2 separate regions of the Mus musculus genome follow, and region 2 is linked to region 1. A link is a contact called in public promoter capture Hi-C data. All regions are on one chromosome and are shown on one strand. The core of a region is the stretch at or near the end of the contact, and the rest is flanking DNA. Distances in the headings are between cores, read along the strand shown.

Evidence for each region. Promoter capture Hi-C pulls out the DNA fragments that hold promoters and counts their contacts.
Region 2: a contact with region 1 is called in a promoter capture Hi-C map of liver, with 5 times the contacts expected there. The contact joins the promoter of Ap2s1 here to the promoter of Zfp94 in region 1. A contact is called at or near these places in 2 of 39 promoter capture datasets (cranial neural crest and liver).

What each region holds. Positions count from the first base shown.
Region 1 is chr7:24,314,844-24,322,031 of GRCm38.p6, forward strand. It overlaps Zfp94 (zinc finger protein 94), which reads right to left and starts at 1,823. Exons shown (of 6, transcript NM_001199321.1): 1 at 1,676-1,823. It also overlaps the pseudogene Gm44513.
Region 2 is chr7:16,734,767-16,742,245 of GRCm38.p6, forward strand. Ap2s1 (adaptor-related protein complex 2, sigma 1 subunit) reads left to right here and starts at 3,678. Exons shown (of 5, transcript NM_198613.2): 1 at 3,678-3,772. The coding sequence starts at 3,770.

The DNA of each region.
Region 1 (7,188 bases), core at 573-3,072:
GAAATAAAAACAAAAGGTAAAGAGCCCACGTGATAATAGATCTCCAGGGAGAGGTACTTGTCACCAAGTGATGGCCTGAGTTCAGTCTCTAGGACTGACTCTTCCTGAGAGGTCTCCTCCATCCTGCACATGCTCAGTGTTGCATGTGAGTATGCACGCGTGTACACACACACAAATTGTCATTGTGAAAACAAATTATTAAAGAAAAGCAGGAGAACCTGAATTTGAATCCCAGCACTCATGTACAAAGCATTCAGAAGCATATATGTATCAACACATGCATGTAATGGTACACATATATGACCCATACAAAAAGTCTTAGAAAGAAAAAGCGAGAATAAAACAGACTTGTATTTTAAAAGGCTACGCCTTAACAGGAGGAAATACACTTGGCTTGATGCACCTAGATATGCTTGGTCAACAGACCACCACTTCCTCCTTCCTCCCCTGAATCTGTAATGGGGGTAGGGTTAGAGGTAAGGGGCTACACTTGATCAAACCATCTTTTTTTTCCTTTTTTGTTTTTTGGGTTTTTTTGGCTTTTTGTTTTGTTTTGTTTTTCAAGACAGGGTTTCTCTGTGCAGCCCTGGCTGTCCTGGAACTCACTCTGTAGACCAGGCTGGCCTCGAACTCAGAAATCCATCTGCCTCTGCCTCCCAAGTGCTGGGATTACAGGTGTGTGCCACCACTGCCCGGCTGATCAAACCATCTTGGGAGCATGCTGAGCAGGGAGCTGTGTTGTTTGGACCATCAGCTTTCAGGCTATGACTAGTTTTGAATTTTATGCGGCAACAGTCTTGATCTGAGTTACTCTATCTTGGATAAAAGTGCCAAGAAGAAATCCATGTCTTGTTTACACAGTCATAGCCAGGCGACTCAATTGTGCTATTAAAAGATATCGACTAGCCTTTAGTCCCAGCACTCAGGTAGATCTCTGTGAGTTCAAAGCCAGCCTGGTAACATAAAACATAAGCGCACCAACCATATCACGTTACTTCTTCACCAAGGGACCGGTATGTGGCAGGCACACTGCTCAGTAGCCTGGTCACATGCCAGGAGCCAAGTCCAGTTCCAATGATCCATCCTGTGATAATAAACTCACGAGTGTGTATAACTGTGTGCCAGGTGACTCGTGGTCTGAAATTTATCATTAGCTATGTTAAGCTTGGAATAAAAGAACCTGTGATTAATGGCCAACCACCAGGAGAAATCGAGATTCCTTGGCAAATTGCAGCCAACGAAACTGACACAGCTTATGACTTTCTTGTCGTTCAGCAAAATCTGACATCGTGGAAAGCCATAGACGTGTCCGTTTATCCTTCTACATGACAGGCTCTCGACAAATCTCCACCCATCCCGATTCTCTGCAGTGTAGGTGTGAGTCCTAGAACCTTCAGGGCAGGGTGACACTAGCTACATCAATGCCTCAAACAACACTATCAACATGGCCCTCGCACCCCAATTCCAGACAGCAGTGAAGGAAGGTGTGAGGGCTCACACCTGTCATCGCAACACACCGGATGCTGAGGCAGGAGGCTGACTGAGCCACGCGCTGAGACCCTATCAGTGCGATGATATCTGTGGGATGGAGGGAGGCTCATTGGGCGCCCTGCGCTTCCCTTTCGCCAGCCTGGAGCCGACTCCCCTACGGCCGCCCGCCGCCAACCCTGCAAACCTCCAGATCCAGGCATCAGTCGAGGAAGGTGTGGGAGAGAGGAGACTCAAGGGAGGACAAGGGGAGCGGATGCTAACAGAAACCACCTGGGAAACACTTCCCAGAATGCTTCGCATCAGCCCGCACAACAGAAGCACGCGCAATGCTCCGAGAATTTGAACTACGCTTCCCAGAATGCTCGGCGTCCGCCGGCCTTCACAGACGCACGCGCAATGCGCAGAGACCCTGGACGACACTTCCCAGAAATCTCCGCGTCAGCTCTCCCGGGTGCCTGCGTGTTTGTGGAACAGTTGAACTACATTTCCGGTAGTGAATGCGGAGAGGCGGATCTTACACTCGTTTCTCCTAGTATATAGCCTCTCTGGAGTGTGTGTGTGTGCGCCACGCAGGTACTTCCCTAGCCCTCTGCGGAACTTTTTATTTAATCTGCGAGACACTGGTGCGCACTGTACAATCCATACTGAATTTACGATGGTCCTCCTGCCTCAGTCTTGCACACTCTCAAATGCTGGGCTAACGTGTGTGCCATGACACCATGCTGCCTCTGAACTTGACACGTCCCACGTGGAAAATTTTTCACCCTGGAAAATTAAGAGTCCTTACCTCATAGGCGGTAATTTGGCCCTACCGTTGTCCTTATATACCTGAGTATATAATATATACTTCTGTGTTTCTCAAAGAAACCAAAATTCTCTCTACACATCACAGCCACACAATCCACTTAACCTCCTGCTAGGCTGCTTCTTCAATGTAACCACAGGTACATTGATAATTCATACTCTCCTCCCTGCCCCTCCAGTTTTCTCCCCACTTCCTTCTATCTTCCACATCAATCTAGATCAATCCACAGGAGAAACAAGTTTTGGTTTGCTTGGTTTTTTTTGTTTGTTTGTTTGTTTGTTTTGTTTTGTTTTGTTTATTTTTCAGAGATTTATTTCTTTTTTTATTTATGTGAGTACAAATAAAGTACAATTAAAAAAAAAGCTAGCTTCAGACACACACTAGAAGAGGGCATCCGATCCCATTACAGATGGTTGTGAGCCACCATGTGGTTGCTGGGAATTGAACTCAGGACCTCTGGCAGTCAGTGCTCTTAACTGCTGAACCATCTCTCAGCCCTGTCTGTCTGTCTGTCTGTCTGTCTGTCTGTTTGTTTGTTTGTTTGTTTGTTTGTTTTTAATTATCCCAAAGGACCACTAGCAAAAGTTTTTTTCATCCAAACAAAATCTCGGCGTATGTGTGTGGCACAGCGGAGATGCTGTAACAGGTATACATAGTAGCAAGGAAAAAGACTAGTTTTTACATGATATGATTGTTGTGACAATTTTGGAGTTTTGGTTTCTTTGAAAAACAGAAATACTATAGGAATGTTTTGATTTTAGCCCCAGGTGAGGAATATGAGGCTGCTTCAGACGGTCCACAGCAGCTGGGATTTGCCTCCTGCTCTAGCAGAGGCGTGATTTTGCCAGCTGCAGGTGGTTTCTGTGCGTGTGTGATGTTTAGAATTCGGGGGACTTTTCAGAGAGGGGTGGGTGTAGGTTGGCTTTTGGTGGCTGTTCAGTGGGGTTGTTGGCAGTTTGTTAGCTGTTGGTCTTTGACTGCTGTTGGTCAAAGTTTGTTAAGTGGTCCTGTGCAAAGAAGAAACAGCAAGACGAATGGCAGAGATCAAAGTTGCCCCCAAGAAATGTGATGCCCTTAATCAGCAGGAAGTAGTCTATCAATAACATCACCCCCTTTCTGACCCCCCCCACCTTATTTAGGGATCACTTTCCTCTCCTTTTTCCTCTCTTATCTAGTGTTACAGGGTTGCAAGGGTGGAGAAGGCTGGAAGAAAGAACCCACAGAGTAGTAGCAAAAGACAGCCGGGGTGCCCCCACAGGCTCATCAGGGAAACTCAGAGTTTTCTGGCAGGACCAGTTCCTGGCTTTAAAGCAGAACCCAATAAGAGCAGCACCTGTTATTTTCATGTGGCCACTTCAGGGGAGCCCCAGGATTGCAATTTTGAGGGAGTGACTTTTAGGCATAACTATCCCTTCCAGACACGTACCCAACAGCAGCACCTAAAGCGCCAATCTTCATCCTCCTAGTTGGAGTCGGGGAGACTATGTTTGGATATTTTGAAAGATAAGCGGGCCCTGGCACTACAGATGTGCAGTTCTGCAGTCAATCCAGGCTTTCTTAAGGACTACTAATCCAGGTGATCCCTTAGCAAATGACATAGCCGAGCCTTGGAAGGAGCCACAAAGCCCAAGCCATAGAAACAGCGAGAGCAAGGACTAGGTTATATGCTATGAATAATATTTAACTTGATCAGACCATCAAGTGTACATCACTTTTGTTCTGCAAAACTTCTTCCTTTTGTTGTTTACATTGACACAGTCTTAGAAACATTACAGATTAAAAGCCCAGGAGCCTTCATCTTTGGTGATTACATGCACTTTAGCAAATCTGTCTTGTCCTGGTGCACTGCTGCAAAGCATGAGCAGAGAGGCTGGAAGTAGCATCCGGGTTCCTGTGAGATGCTGAGAGCAGTGACTCTGCTTGGACTCGTTTCCCCATCGTAGTTTAAGTGCAAGGCACTGAGAAGAAAGGAAGTAGGTTCGCTGCCAGGGCTATGCATGTTTTTACTTTATTTGAGGCGGGGAGGTAATTTTATCTGTTCTGTTGGCTCCTTCCTCCTTTCCCCCCTCCCTCCTCTTAGGAGATCTAATCGCAGTGATTAAACACAGCTAACCAGCTTGTTTAGACTATGTTCTGTAGGCAAGTCTAACTTTAGACACTGTAGATGGACAAGCCTGATTGACTTTTGTGCATGATGGCACACCGAAGTCCTGTCCACAACACAGGTTCTGCACGCAAAATTATTCAGATATTTTCTGTAGGGTTGGGAAATGTACATAGACACCTAATTCATATGCCTTGTAAGCTTCTAGAATACTTCCAAGGACATTTTAACAGAAAACCAAACAGAGCTGGAGAGATGGTTCAGCGGTTAAGAGCACTGACTGCTCTGCCAGAGGTCCTGAATTCAATTCCCAGCAACCACATGGTGGCTCACAACCATCTGTAATGGGATCCGATGCACTCTTCGAGTGTGTGTCTGAAGACAGCTGGAGTGTACTCATATAAATAAAAAAAATAAATCTCTAAATAATAAAATTTTTTAAAAAAACAAGCAAAACAAAACTTGTCCCTCCTGTGGATTGATCTAGATTGATGTGGAAGATCTAGAAGGAAGTGGGGAGAAAAAGTGGAGGGGCAGGGAGGAGGAGAGTATAAATTATCAATGTACCTGTGGTTTTGAAGAAGCCCAGCAGGAGGGCTAAAGTGGTTGGATTGTGTGGCTGTGATGTGTAGAGAGAATTTTGGTTTCTTTGAGAAACACAGAAGTATATATTATATACTCAGGTATATAAGGAAAAAGGTAGGTCCAAATTACCGCCTATGAGGTAAGGACTCTTAATTTTCCAGGGTAGAAAATTTGTGGTGAACTTGAAGAACTGAATTTTGACTGGAATGTTTACTGACTTCCTCATCTTCACAATGCACATCATCTAGTTTCAGCAGAAAGCCCGTTTCTCCAGTGTTTACCATGCAGGCTTGAGCCTTGGTTCACTCCCTGCTAACCTGCTGCCAGATTTGTGAGCAGAAAAGCGCCTCATGTGACAGGTGCCTCAATCCCACTTCCTCAAGAGACTCCATCTCCTCAGGATTCTTGTCTCCTAGAAGCACAAAGAGAATTCAGAGAGAGAGAGGTAGGGCGTGTGAATGCTCTGTTGGCTGATGTTGGAGCTATACAGTTAAGACCACACCCTAAGGCTTCACTGAACCAGAGAATGAATGGCTCCCTTCCTTTAACACTGAGTATCCTGTCATCTCACTGACAAACCCAGAAGCCAAGCTCAGCGCTGCAAGCTCCCATACTTACATTAATGAGAGCAGTTTTGAGTTCTTCTACAAAGCATCACAAGTGAGTGACACTGCAGTATGTATGTTCATCACACACAGAAATAAATGTTTATTTTTAAAATTAAAGTTGGAAAGAAAGAAAATATTGATCTATGGCCTACACACACACACACACACACACACACACACACACGCATGCACTCTCTCATACACCTGTGTATATATCCACAAGGAACCATCCAGATGTAGAGGAATAGTATGATATGTCGTGATAATCTTTTTGTACACCATGTGAAGCTGTGTCTTGGTGTTCCTCGCCTGTCTAAGACATCTGCTAACTGGTTTAATATCTAATGGCCAATAGCTAGTCAGGAGAGGATAGGCAGGACTTCTGGGCAGAGATGGGAATTCTGGGAAAGAGTCAGGTAGCGGGGGGGGGGGGGATTCACCAGTCAGACCCAGAAGATGTCAAATGTACAATACTGAAGAGAGGTATCAAGCCACATGGCTGCATTTAGATAAATATAAGTAGGTTAATTTCAGTTACACGAGCTAGTTGGGAACGAGTAAGCTAAGGCATAGAATTTCATAGTTAACATGTCTCCGTGTCATTACCTGGGAAGCTGGCAGGCCTAGGCAGTCCAGCGGTGATGATGTGACTAAGCTTCATGGGAGCCAGTGCATGTGGAGACTGCTGCCAAGAGTGGGGTGGACCAGAGTGCTACACAGCCCTGGCCAACCCCAGCCCCAAAGGCATGCACAGGTTAAGAAGCAAGATAGACCAGCCACTGCAGTGTTCTCACCTGTAGATTCCCTGCTCCAGCTCACCACTGTCAACATCCAAAACACGTCTTCTCTCTTGAGCCTGAGCAAACCATCTGGAGTCCCGGTCTGATGCCCTGTGAAGAATATATTTTAAATTAACACGCCCCAGAGACAAGCATTCCACTGTGTTCTCTTCATCAAATCTTGTCTTTCCCTAACTGATAATTTAATTCAGAGGAAGACAGACATCTTTTGAAAAGACCCAAAATATGCATAGACTTTGGTATACTTTGACAGACATCTATTTTCATTACCTCCTCTCCCTTGTCTCTCAAACTTCTCTTGGCAGTGTCGAAGACAGACATCTAGGCCAGTGTAATTTCTTTTTTTTTTTAATTTTTTTAAAACTATGTATTTTCCTCAATTACATTTCCAATGCTATCCCAAAAGTCCCCCATACCCTCCCCCCTACTTCCCTACCCACCCATTCCCATTATAATTTCTTTGATGTCTTACTACATTTTTATCTAGTGCACATGTGTGTTCATTCATGCCACTGGTGGTTAGAGACAGCAGGCGGGACTTGGTAGGCCCCAGGGATTGAACTTCGGGTCATCAGCCTTGGCACCTGCTGACCATGTTATGGCCTCAACCCTATTTCATTTCATTTCTTAAATACTTTGTACCATGGGCTTTTTACACTCATGCCCCAGTTCCTGAAATAATGACTCTGATAGTTATTATTTATGAAAAAAATGCCTAGGCCACAAGCTTTGGCTCACTCTCCAACTAGCGTGTAACTTAACTAACCCATCTATTCTTTTCTATGAGTGCCACAT
Region 2 (7,479 bases), core at 2,428-4,927, 7.6 Mb before region 1:
AAGAGCAGTAGCTCCTAATGGTACATACTTAACCTGTTCCTACGGTGTTTACACCTGCTACCCAGGAGACAGAGGCTGACCAGTGCTCGACTTTGATATGCTCCCAGGAAGTGATGTCCAGCCATACTTACATCCCTTAGATTTAAAAAGTAAGAGAACTCCTGTACTTATACCAGTCCTGCTAGGCATGGCCCTGCCTGGGTCCATGAGGTGCCTCTGCAATAGGCATCTAACAAGTACGCTCAGCACAGCCAGATCCCCACTCAGATAAAGATGAACCGTTGTTCAGGGAAGCACAGTCACTCTCCAGAACCAGACAGATGCACTGGCTGCAACGTTCCTCCAAAAGCGTGGAGGATTAGGCATGTCCACGATTTAAAATAAAGAATGCTGTTTTATGCTAATTACTCAGGAATCGTATGAGGAATCGCCAAAGGTGTGTTACTGGGAAAGTGAGGCAAAAAGTACAGGAGAGCCATGGAGTAAATACGGACAACATGGTGGGGGCGGGAGCCTGGCTGCCTCTGCTATGGGGCTGCTTATGATGAGGGTGCTGGCTCTTCTATTAGGAACATATTTACTTATTTATTTTATTTATTTACTTATTTAATGAGTATACTGCAGCTGTCTTCAGACGCAGCAGAAGAGGGCATAGGATTCCATTACAGATGGTTGTGAGCCACCGTGTGGTTGCTGGGAGTTGAACTCAGGACCTCTGGAAGAGCAGTCAGTGCTCTTAACCACTGAGCCATCTCTCCAGCCCCACTGGACCACGCATCTTAAACTCCCCGTCCAGCTTCATCAAAACTAGAAGGAAAGCAATAGAAGAGCAGCTGGCAGGCCAGAGTACCAACCGCTTTCTGCAGGACATATTCGTAAGTGATGTAGACGAAGAGAAAGGGAGGAGACAGGACCAATTACTAGGTTTATCCGCTTGTTCAGTGGTTCACTTAAAGTGCTGTCTGTACTGCTTAATTAGTAAGTGTGACATCACTCACCACCTGGGACAGAATAACCTGGAGACACAGCTCAAACAACCTGGGTGGTTGCCCTGCCACTGAAGCCACACAGGCTTCCCTAAAACTCTCCCTCCACTGCCCCACCTTGTGGCTTTAGGGTATAAAATGAGAATACCAACCAGACCTGGGAGGGAAACCTTCCTGCAGCTCACCTGCTTAGGTCCACCAGGGCTCTCTTCCATGCTCATTGGTGCTGGGGCTTATTCCAGGAAGAGCCCCACACGCACAAGGACATTCTCCCCTTGCTTTTCTCTTTACATCTTTTAAATTTATCCTCTGTGCTTCTGTGTGTATGTTAGTGCTGTGTGTGTGTTAGTGTGTGTTAGTGTTGTATATGTGTTTGTGTGTGTGCATGTGTTTGTGTGCATGTGTGTGTGAGAGAGTGTGTGTGTGTGTGCATGTGTGTGTGTGAGTGTGTGTGTGCATGTGTGTGTGTGTGAGAGAGAGTGTGTGTGTGTGTGTGAGTGTGACACAAGGACTTTCTCTCCTTACTTTTCTCTTTACATCTTTCAAATTTATCCTCTATGTTTCTGTGTGTGTTTGTGAATGTACGTTAGTGTTGTGTATGTGTTTGTGTGTGTGCATGTGTGTGTGCATGTGTGTGAGTGTGTGCATGTGTGTATGTATGTGAGAGAGAGAGAGAGAGAGAGAGAGTGTGTGTGTGTGTAAATCAGAGGACAACACAAGGACTTTCTCTCCTTACTTTTCTCTTTACATCTTTCAAATTTATCCTCTATGTTTCTGTGTGTGTTTGTATATGTATGTTAGTGGTGTTTATGTGTGTGTGTGTTTGCGTGTGTGTGTGTGTGTGTGTGTGTGTGTGTGTGTATGCGTGAGAGAGAGAGAGTTTGTGTGTACGTCAGAGGACAACTGGAGAGGGCAACTGGAGAGAGTCAGTTCTCTCCTTCCTCCATACAGGTTCTAGTGATTGAACACAGGTCATCGTCAGGCTTGGCAGCAGTTGTCTTTATCCACTGACCTATTTGCCTCGTTCAGGTTTTAGAATTTTGAGACAAAGTCTGACTCTGTAGTCGAGGCTAGCCAGAGAGTCCCTATATAGTACAGGATAGCCTTAATCCATACCAGTACACTTCCATGGATTTACAGACACTGTGTCTAGCCCAATTCCTATCTTTATTTTATTTTATGTACATATGTAGTTATATTTATGAGAAAACCTACATCCCTAAGCTCAACTAAATAGAGCACTGCGTAAGCATAGAAAGGCAGTTAGTTACATTTTTAGGTCCACAGCGTAATGACTTGTTTAACACTATTTCTGCTGGGCATCAGTGGTGCATACCTTAAGTCCAGGTAAGCAGATCTCTGAGTTCAAGTCCAGCCTGGTTTACAGAGTGAGTTCCAAGACAGCCAGGACTACATAAGAAACCATGTCTCAAAAGTAAAATAAAATAAAATAACCTACTTTTCCTAAGACTGGTGTGGTGGCATATGCCTATACTGTAGCCCCTTTGGTGGCAGAAGCTGCAGGATCAGGACTCCAACTGATCCTCCCCTACAAGGCTAGTCCTAGGCCAGTCCGGGATACATAAAACCCTGAGCTTAGGGGCTGGTGAGATGGCTCAGCGGTTAAGAGCACCAACTGCTCTTCCAAAGGTCCTGAGTTCAAATCCCAGCAACCACATGGTGACTCACAACCATTGGTAACGAAATCTGATGCTCTCTTCTGGAGTATCTGAGTACAGCTACAGTGTACTTACATATAATAAATATTTTTTTAAAACCCGAGTTTAAAGGAAAAAAAAAATCACTGGAGGGAAGAGTGAAACATGCCTTCTGAACGTGACAGAGATGATGCCAAACCTTACAGCAGCTGGGAGTTACTGCTCAAGGCCTGTAGGAGACCAGGCCCATCAGCATTTCACCACAGGTGGGCACGGATTGAGATGCTGGAGAGAAGACTCAGTGTTTAAGAGCTTTTGCTACTCTAGCAGATTCGGCTCCCAAACTCCAGTTCCTAGGTTCTTATGCTGTCTTCCACCTCTGTGGACACTGCAGGCATACTATAGACTTACCTACATGCAGGTGAGAACTCAAATACATAAAATAAGCAAAAAATTAAAAACCAGTCGCCGAGGGTGCGAGGGTCATATTCCCAGTAGTGTATTCTGTTAAAAGATGCCCATGCCCAAGTAAGTAACGCTCACATCCGCAACCCCAGATCAATGCCGTGGGTCACACGCTCCGCAAGAAAAACATACATGAAAAAAGGAACACTTTGGGGAAGAAAGGGTTTTGGTGGAGGAGAAAGAAGTAAGCTAATAATAATGGGGAAATATTATCAAAGCACATTATATGTTATAATTTAAAGCAAAGTTGAAAAGAAAAAACTACTATTCCCAGCATGTCCTTGCTGGTAGCTTTGGGATCGAGGAGCACTAGAACCACATTTCCCGAAATGCAACGCTCACTCAGTCTACTTTTAACCTATGGAAATTGTCCTTATTCAGAGTCCTTCATCCACAATGCATTTGGTACTCGCATTTGGCGACTAGGTCTCTTGATAGGAAAAAGGGCAGTCGCAGAGCATGCTGGGAAGGCGTTAGACCGGGGCCACCCTTGCCAACGCGTGCGTTTAAACTACAACTCCCAGAGGGCCGTGCCCGAGAAGGAAGGCGGGTTCTCCTGCCGGAAGTCAGTTCTAGCCCTGGGCCCCACAACTGCAAGCAGAGCCGGAGCCGCCCTGTTACAGCGGGACCCGGGCCTCTGGGGTCCAGACAGGGGTCGCCATGGTAACGGGGGGAGCGTCGTACCGGGGACAGGCAGAGGGGGGTGGTTCACGTACGGTCCCCGGGGTTTCGGTTTGGAGGTGACAAGCTTCCTCCTGCTGCGGATGATCCGGGCCGGGCGCGGGTTCTCGGGATTGGGGTCAGGAATGGGGATCAGGGGCTGGATGCTGCGCTGCGGGGTGTGCTTGTGGTTCCAAGCAAAGGATTTGGAGGGGAAGGAGTGTCCAGGGGAGGGACTGCCTTGGTGGGAGACATTTGGGGGTGATTTTGAAACCACAGAGGCGGGAGAAGATATTGGAGATGAGGAAGGGATGATGGAAAAGAACCAGAGACTCTACAGACAGGGTAGAGAGGGTTCCTTATGAGAAGGAAGGAGCTGGTTTTAAGGAGAGCTAGTGTTGGGGCAAATTGGATATGGCCAGGGTAGATGCTCTCCAGGGGAAGAAGAGGACCCTGGAGGCCGGAAGTTAGCCCCTGTAGGATTAGAGTTAGGCTGCTGCAAGAGGAGAGAGGGCTGTAGCAGTAGAAAGTGGATTCTAGAAGAAAATGGGGAGCAACTGAACAGAATGTTCCACAGAGGAGAGGTCCGGGGTGCAGAGTAGACTTGGAGGCGTCACATTTGAGGAGGGGGAGCTTTGGGAGAAGGGCTGAGCACTGGATTTAGGGGAACCTCCACCTCCAAGACGGGCCTTTTGGAACTAAGAGTTCTTTGGATAGGGACTTGGAGAAGAAGACTTGGGAGGGGGATGTCAGAACAGGAGGTGAGTAGAGGTCTTGGAGGTTCGATGCGACCTTTGTAAAAAGGGAGGCCAGCCTTGGACAGGGAGAAGGGGTGCTTGTAATGAAGGACAGGTGAAGCTTCCCGGAGTCGGGGCCAAAGGTGCTGGGGTCAGGGGGATGGAGGTTACAACGAACAATGTGGGGAGGTGGTCGGGAGGCTCCCTGAGGGTACAGCAGAGGGATGGATGTAGGGACTAGGGGCTGCTCAGATGTGTTCCCAGGAGTGAAACGATTCTCATTGAGGGAAACAGAAAGAAGTATTGGTTGAAGTGGGGTAGGACACAGAGGGCTTAACTCAGCCTTGCTTCCAGCTGTTCTTCCCTTCTGCTCCTGTGCCCACCCCCTTCCCTTCCTGGGTTTCCCTGGCTCAGCAGAAGTAGTTCTTGGAAGGGGCATGTAACATCCTGTTTGTGGTTTTCTGCTTAGGTTGAATAAGGCAGATAGGTTGAGGGAAGAATGAGGCTCGGGAAAGACCATGGAAGCCAGTAAAGAATCCAGGGCTCAGGGTAAAGACTTGGAGGAACTAGCTCTGCTTTCTGGTTGTGATAACTATGGGTCTTAGCTTTGTCATCTGTAAAATGGGCAAGAGCATATATGACTGGACAGACAGGGCTTCAAACTAGGCTTCCCAGCAGGGAACCCTTGAGCCCTGATTTTCCCCTTTCCGTTTCCCCCCTCAGTACCTAGGATTGAACCCCGGTAGAGGATTGAACCTGGGGTCTTGGGCATGCTGCTTGGGTATTTTACCTTCAGCTAAATTTTCAGCCTTGTGGTTTCTTTCTCTCTCCTTCCCTCCTTTCTCTTCCTCCCGTTCTGTGCGCTCTCGAGTTGGCTCTCTCTCTTCTTTCTTCTCTCTCTCTCCCTTTTTGTTTGTTTGTTTGTTTGTATTGAGGATGAAACCCAGGGCCTTGTACATGGTTGTAAGTCTAGTACATCTCCTGCCACTGAACTACATCTCTGTCTTTCCTGTTTTTTTATTCTCATTTTACGTTACGTATGTAGAGGTCAGAAGTGACTTGCCCAGTCATTCCTCTCCTTCCACCATGTGGATCTCAGGGATCAAACTCAGGTCTTTGGGCTTGTCAACCTGTACCCACTGAACCAGCTCACCAGCAGTTTTGTTTTGTTTTGTTTGTTTTGTTCTCCTTGAGACAGGATCTTGTAGATATCCCAGGCTGCCTTTGAACCTCTAACACCCCCCCCCCCCCATCTTAGCCTTCCTAGTAGCTACAATCACAGATGTGCATCACTGGGTGGCTGGGGTACGAGTTTCTGAAAGTGAAATGACAGGACACACTTTATAATGCTACTTAGAGGTTGGGGCTTAGGATGTGTAGTATATAGTAGCCGCATGCTGCGCCTCTTATAGGTGTTACCCTGTTCACTGGTCTAATGAAGGAAGGAGGAAATCCCATTGTGTCCATTACACAGAAGGGGAAGCTGAGGCCCACAGAGGCCCATCAACATAAAGCCACACTGCCTGAGAGTACTCCGATGTTTTCTAGGTCGGAGTGTGTGCTCTTTGCCGCTTGATTGAATGCGTCTAGGGTAGCAGTTCTCAACTGTCATGTCCCCTTTGGGGGTCAAATGCCCCCTTCACAGGAGTCACCTAAGACCATCAGAAAACACAGATATTTATATTATGGTTCATAACAGTTGCAAACCTACAGTTAAGAAGTAGCGACAAAAATGTTATGGTTGGGGGTCACCCCCAACAGCATGAGGAAGGTTGAAAACCATTGGTCTAGGTCACGCGATTGCTGATTTTACTGAGGACTCATTGGGCACTGGGGACTGTGCTGAGCGCTTGTAGCTTTGACTCAGTTGTTTTGTTTGCTGTTGTACTGGGCCCCAGGCCTGGAGGGCACTAAGCAGGCGCTCTATCACTGCCATTCGTCCTGTTTCCAGGCAGGGTCTCACCAAGTTGCCTAGGCGGGCCTTGAACTTGTGATCCTCGTGCCTCGGCCTCCCAAAAAGCTGGGATGACAGGCCTGTGCCACCAAGCCTACCTGACTTACTCATCTTTCAGAATTGCTCTCTGACAGGTTGGGGGTCTCATGACTTTTCTTCTGAGCCAGATAGAAGGTAGTCGGACTAACACAGAGTGTGTGGTCTGAGTCAGACCCACTGTGGGTGGTTTACTGTTGTGGTTTGCGGCTCACGTTACAACTACTCACAGTACAGTACACTGAGACCCCAAACAGCTTGGGTATTTAAGTGTCAAGGCTCACTTGCCCCGCCTGGAAGGTGTGAGGTCCAGGTTCTAGCCCAGAATTCACTGTAGCAACAAACAAACGTCATGGGTTGAAATGGCTCAGAGGGGAAAAGCCCTTGTCACATAGGCTCAGTAACCTGGGTTTACTACTAGGCACCCAAGGTGGGAAGGGGCAAATGGCCCCCCTCAAAATCCTCTGACCTCCACACAAGCAAACAAGTGCCAGAGAGAGTGCAGACGCTGCCCGGAGAGGATAGACAGTTTCCGTACAGCCCAGCAATCTGCTCTAATTAGCTTGCCAAAAAACAAGGCTACACATAGAGACCTGTATGCCATTTCTCACTGTAGCCCCGAAGTGGAAGTTGTACCGTTGTCCCTCAGCCGAAGAATGAATAAATGAGGTAACCCAGACCCTTACGTACAGTAGCCTTCGCCTGCAGTCAGGGAGTGGGTGGAATAGGCCTGTCATTGCCATGCTTTCAGGCTGAGGCAGGAGGATCCTGAGTTCCAGGCTTGCCCAGGTCATTCTTGGCAAAGGAGAGGAAGGAGGCATACTAGAACGAGCAGCGACTGTGGCACAGCCGTGAGTAGGCTACAGGGTGAAGTCTGTGATGCCTGACTTGTTTTGTTTTGAGGCCAGGTTTGATATGTAGCCTCAGGTGGTCTGGAACTCAGTATATCAACCAAGCTTGCCTCATACTTACAGTAATTCTCC